Linked DNA regions of Sus scrofa: region 2 is linked to region 1. Evidence: chromatin contacts called from public Hi-C data. All regions are on one chromosome and are shown on one strand. The core of a region is the stretch at or near the end of the contact, and the rest is flanking DNA. Distances in the headings are between cores, read along the strand shown.

Region 1 (2,781 bases), core at 153-2,652:
TAACGATGATAATTAGCATATAAAAGCCCCTCAATTTGATTTCTGGGATTCCTTTCCTTTTGAAAGTTTCAGATATCTTTTACTTTATGGACCTTCAGGTTTTCTGTGCCTGACCTTTTCACAGCTTTTAGCTGGGTCTTCTGGATTCTGGTCAATAAGCTGTGATGACATGAATCTGAGCAGCTGTTTTTTGATGTTCCTTTTTTTTTAATCCTGTTATCTTTTAACTAGAAAAAATACAAAGAGGAACAATGACTTAGAATATATAGGTTTCTAACTTATTGGACTGAATTTCGGTGAATATAACTGGAATTATTTTGAAAAGCATTGTCCTCTAGAATCTTAAATTAATAAAGCTTCTTGAACTTAAGTTTCTGCCTCTATGTGGTTGCCATGTACATTTTATTTTGTATTATTTCTCATAACCTTTTTGAGGGAAATTGTGTCACTTTTAATCCCTCTGTTATATTTTATGCAGCTTTTAAGAATGAATTGTTTGCTATAAAATTAAAGATAAAATATAAATTTCCACATTTCCTTCTTTAGAGAAGAACTTTAGCCTGGTCATAAAAGAATTATAAAATCTAAATCTTTATATAAAATAGTGCTCAAATTTCTCTCACAACACAGTATGAATTCTTCAGCAAAAGAATTTAAAGCCAGAAATATATATATTAAAAAGTCTTCTTTTTTTCAAATTTTATTTAAATAGTGTCATGCATATAGACAGATTTATAAGAAAGAAGGGATCAATAAGTCAAAAGCAGGAAAATATGACAAAGAGTAAAGTCTAAAATACTACAAGTAAAATTGACCTGTGTAAATATGTCTAAAATCCTAGCTACTTACCAGTAGCCATCTGAGAATTAACCATTCCTGGCTCTCTGCTTTAGGAGTTCTCCAACAATGTCAGGCTTGGTGTCTTAGCAAGAACGTGAGAATTGGAGATCTAAGAATCCAAGATCTAAACTCCGTGTCTGGTTCTACCCATTTCCCAGCTGTGGGTCTCAGAGCCTCATTTCCCTCTTATATCATTGAGGCAGTTGGACTAATATCTATCCATGGAGGCTTCCAGGTATAAAAGGTATAAAAGACTATAGGTTTTATTTCTGGTTTGTGTTCTGGAGAGTAGAACCCTCTTTTTCATTTAAGCAACCGTTTCACTACTTCTGTGCTTCCTGCCTGGATTTTGAGATTTGGCAGCAACTGGATCCCAGGCAGCTTCTGGGAAATTCATGAGCTAACCCATAAACTGAAAGTGAAACTTCAAACAACAGCTCTTTCCCCACTCACATCATAGGCACTCTTGGAACTGCTGAAAATCCTATAGAGGGAGAACGACCAGAGATTGCTGGGGAGTATTAATATCATCCGTGATCAGGGTTGGAGGAGTTGGAGACAGAAGTCACGTGTCAGCAAGCATGTCGTCTTTCTCCAGGCATCATCTGGTCCACCAGCATGCTGTTGGTGCTGGACAGTTTTCATCCTCCCCACCTGTGCTTGTCAGGAGCGCCTCATCATCCGCATCCCATTATATCCGTTGATAGAGGCTCCCCAAATCACCAGGCCAAGAGCATACACTTTAAAAAAAAGTCCTCATCCGCATTCATTCCACAGAACACTAAAGAGAAGAGCCAGGCAGAAAAGAGGTCTTTCTAGTCCTGCTCTCTGATTTTTGGAGACTCTTGATTAAAGCTCCAATACACGGGAAATGCATTATGTCTGTGATGTTTGCTGACCCCCTGTTGGGTGGGGGAACAGTTTTCACTGTAGTGCCTTAGCTCTAAAACTCCCTCCCCAAACAATATGGAGAAAAATTCCTATGACAAGATATTTAAAGCTGTCAGCAAAGTTTTCCTGTATGGTTCTGCTTCATCCTTGTGTACACATATCTGAAACTAGTACATCCTCACTAGTGAAGCTGTGTTATACGATAGATAGAGTCTCCATAAGGTTATCCAGAACCTCCTTATGGTTTAAATAAGCCACAAACACCATGACTGCCTGTCTTCCTTTGGCCTTATTACTTGGAGCCTGTGTTCAGGTAGTTGTTTATGAAATCTTCTATTACCCAAGCCTGTTGACTGATCCATCATTCTCTGACTAGGTGTCTGTTCTCTCTTCCTTTTTGCTGATCACAGAGGCGCAGCCCGGTAAGAACCCTCAACATTTTTACCTTAAACATGTATAGTAATAATGGCCAGGTTGGCTTCTTGCTAAATTTATGCTAACCCAGTATGAATGAGGCAGATGAATTAAAAGTTTAGTCGTTGAAGGCCTCTGGTCTTATATGGGTCAAGAGCATATTTTAGGATCATCAGAGCACTTTTCCATAACAAACTAAATTAATACATAGGTATCTCAACTCTTAGAGCTATATGTGTGTGTGTGTATGCACATGTGTGTGCACAGGCACATGCATGCCTAGGGCCTGAAGATTGTCCAGAAAGCACCATAGAAGTTTAGAGCAAAGTGATAATAAAAAATAAGAAAACCATAAGGAAACAATTTGTAAGCCACATTGTTTTTAAGCCTGAATTTAAAGTAAGTCCCTGGACCATAACTAATATTGGTTAGAATACTTATGTACATTAATACACAATCTTGGGAGGAAGAGACAGACATGCTTTCAAATCAATCTTTCTAGGCTATCGCTGGTATTTATTTCATCAGTGATGACACATCAGTATTAGTTTGTGTTGTCCAAAGTAAATCTCAGTCATTTTCTTCAGGTTGAAAGTGTGATGACTTTGAAGCAACAAAGAGTCACTGCTATGTGTG
Region 2 (2,781 bases), core at 93-2,592, 380 kb before region 1:
GCAGACCTACACTCAATTCACAGGCTTCTCATCTTCCAATTTTCCTACAAAATTGTAATGTGCTGTAATGTGCTAGTTTTGCCACTAGATGGTGCTCTTGCTATGGTTCTGAATATCTGGCCTTGTTCCTCAGAGGCACTGCCCTCTCTGCTGGTTTGGAAAACACAGTTTTCATAACCAACCAAGTGGTTCATTCATGCCGTTTTATTATTAATAAAAATCAAATTAAGGTTTTTAAAATTTAGAATAGTTTTGTAAATAATCTGGCTATACTCAAATAGGAGTTTCGTCTTGTTTTGTTTCTTTCCTCTTCTTGCTATGAATTATCTATAAATTATCTGATCATTTTTCTAGCAGCTACTGTCTGACGTGGTCATTAGCTTTTACAGCTCAAGTTCTTTAAGGGACCCAGGGCTGGGGATTGGCATGTTCATCTCTTGCCTCTGAATGTCCTGCTCTCCTAGACTTCCAGAGTTGCATAATGGTAAAGTCATTTTGACATGGTGCTTCTCTTAATGCTTTTGGTTGTTGTTGTTGTTTGTTTTTTATTTTTTATAAAACCCTCTAGTCATTAGTTTGTATAGTTTTAGTAACTCCCAATTTACTCAACAATATGTGAGCTTTAGGTACTACATACGTATGACCTTGCTTCTATTATATACCTTTTGTTGGGCATTTAGACTCCAAAAATCCAGCAGCCGTAGAAGATCTTCTTAACTCTAACTCTGTTCTCTTATCCCCAGCTCGCCCCGATGTCTTCTGAAGAGCATGAACTCCACAGCAGACATCTAAACAAATAGCCCTGTATTTCACCCGTTCAAAGTTCGTCTCCAAAAAATAGCTTGGGAAGGGGTCGTTCTTGTAAGAGTTTACCTCCCTACACTTATCACAGATGCTCCTCTCTTAACTCTACTCCCTCTCTCATTTTGGCTCGCCTGCAAGAACCCTGAGGTTCTTCCTCTTTATGCCCCCACCTCAGGAAGCCACGCCCTGCCATTGCTTTAACAGCCCCCATCAGTGTAGGTAAATCCTAAATCTCCAGCTCTAAGCCACATGTTTTAGGCTCCCCACTTGCTCTTTCCCCCAGGATATCAAGGAGGATCTTAGAACTCAACATGTGGGAAAGTGACGTGTCTTCTCCACCTCCTCACTTGTTAATTTCGACTCACAACTTCACTATTTTCCCAGATACCCCTTTTTAAAACTGAAAGTACTGTTTCTTTATGGCCCCTTATCCAATTAAGTGTCAAGTCCTTGGCAAGACGTTCAGGGTCTCCTCCAATGGTCTTTTCCTGTTTCTCCCTCGGCCTTGCCAATTTCTTCTCATCTGAATGACTGCGATGTCCCCCAGCTGCTCTTCCTGGCTCTGTCCTCTCTCCCATCCATCTCCTGGTGTCCATAGTGCTTCACGTTCTAAAGCACTTTTCTATTCTCACATCTGACTAAAAACCTTCACTGGCTCATTTTCCCTTCACTGGCTCATTTTCTCAGTTAAGCATTGACTCCACAGCTGTTGTCCACGATGTCCGTACTATGGCTATGATGGCTAAGATAGTGCCTTCAAGTCTTACCTTCTACAGGCATCTGTTGTGCGCTCAGCTCTACCCAAACAGCCACAGGGCATCTCAGTGTTCCATACTTCCTGTGCATTTGTTTTTGCATTGCTCTCAGTAGTTGCCTTGACCATGTGCGCCTTTTATTTTTTTCTTTCCACTATTTTATTTTTTTAATTTGTGATTTTTTTTATATTTTTTATTACAGTTATAGATTTACAATGTTCTGTCCATTTATGCTGTAGACCACGCACACCTTTTAAAGGCTGCCCTTCCTAGTTCCTCTCCAACACCACCCATTCCATCACGCCTTTTCTTTGTCTCCTCTGTAATTGTCACTTCTCGTTTGCATCCCATTAAGTATCAACTGCTGATATTTCTCATTCTATATTTCTGATATCTACTACAGTGTTTAAATATTTTTCTGTCTTCCCTATGATGTTTAAATTTGAGAGGATCATGAATTCTTATTATTCAATCCACAACACGGGGTCCTCATAAAATAGGAGACAATAGTTAAAAGCACATATTTTTTGGAATCAGATGGTTTTAGTTCTTCCACGTATGTATTAGCGATGTGCTCGTTATGCAGTTGCTTACCTGCTCTGAGCCTTGATGTCATCCATAAAATGGGAATAAGAGTATTTGCCTCAAGTCTTGTTACAAGAATTAAATGAGATGTCACGCAGAGCCTGACAGATGGTCATCACTCAAAGGATGCTTTCTCTCTTGTCCGTGTTCTTTTTATAGTCACTTAGTCCTTGTACAAACCGGAAGTTTACTAGATGAAATTAAAGGGGGGCTTCTAGCTAAAGACCAAGGTAGAAAGGAAAATAATGTGCTAAATAAGACCCCAAAGACCCCAAAGTAAAAGCCAACCCTAGAGAAGGGGCACACAGGATGCAGGTGTTATCTAGCCCTGGATTCCTAAGTCTCAGGTCATGCGCGGTACTAGGCAGGTGCTTAATCATCACCAGTTGCTCCCACATAGTTAATGAATAAGGTGCCATATTTGTAGGGCGATCCTGGGGACAGAGAAGATGACCCGTAAAGGAAACTCATTACCAACCACCTTCTATGTGGCTATTGTGATTCCCACAATGATGGCAAACCGGCCTAATTGTGTCTGCAACTCAGGCCAGCGTGTCTTCTAATGAATTTAATGGCGAGCTTGCTGAGTGTGGGCTTAAGAAAATTTATCCAAACGTGTGCCAGAGAGAGCGTGTAT

What was found. A called contact is a pair of places that touch in the nucleus more often than the background predicts.
Region 2: a Hi-C map of retroperitoneal adipose tissue shows a contact between it and region 1, with 2.2 times the contacts expected there. The contact joins two enhancer-like sites. A contact is called at or near these places in 2 of 47 Hi-C or Micro-C datasets (retroperitoneal adipose tissue and subcutaneous adipose tissue).

The regions. Positions count from the first base shown.
Region 1 is chr6:145,910,617-145,913,397 of Sscrofa11.1, reverse strand. All of the region lies in intron 8 of SGIP1 (SH3-containing GRB2-like protein 3-interacting protein 1), which reads left to right. Among named protein-coding and RNA genes, the nearest start is that of TCTEX1D1, 98 kb to the right of the region's middle. Within about 2 kb of position 1,402, at least 10 of the 83 cell types and tissues checked have an H3K27ac peak or open chromatin away from gene starts, as enhancers often do. A contact at or near this core is called in retroperitoneal adipose tissue, where this site is marked.
Region 2 is chr6:146,292,627-146,295,407 of Sscrofa11.1, reverse strand. The region is part of intron 5 of PDE4B (phosphodiesterase 4B); the gene reads left to right. All of the region lies in intron 2 of LOC102162258 (a long non-coding RNA gene), which reads right to left. Among named protein-coding and RNA genes, the nearest start is that of SGIP1, 240 kb to the right of the region's middle. Within about 2 kb of position 1,342, at least 22 of the 83 cell types and tissues checked have an H3K27ac peak or open chromatin away from gene starts, as enhancers often do. A contact at or near this core is called in retroperitoneal adipose tissue, where this site is marked.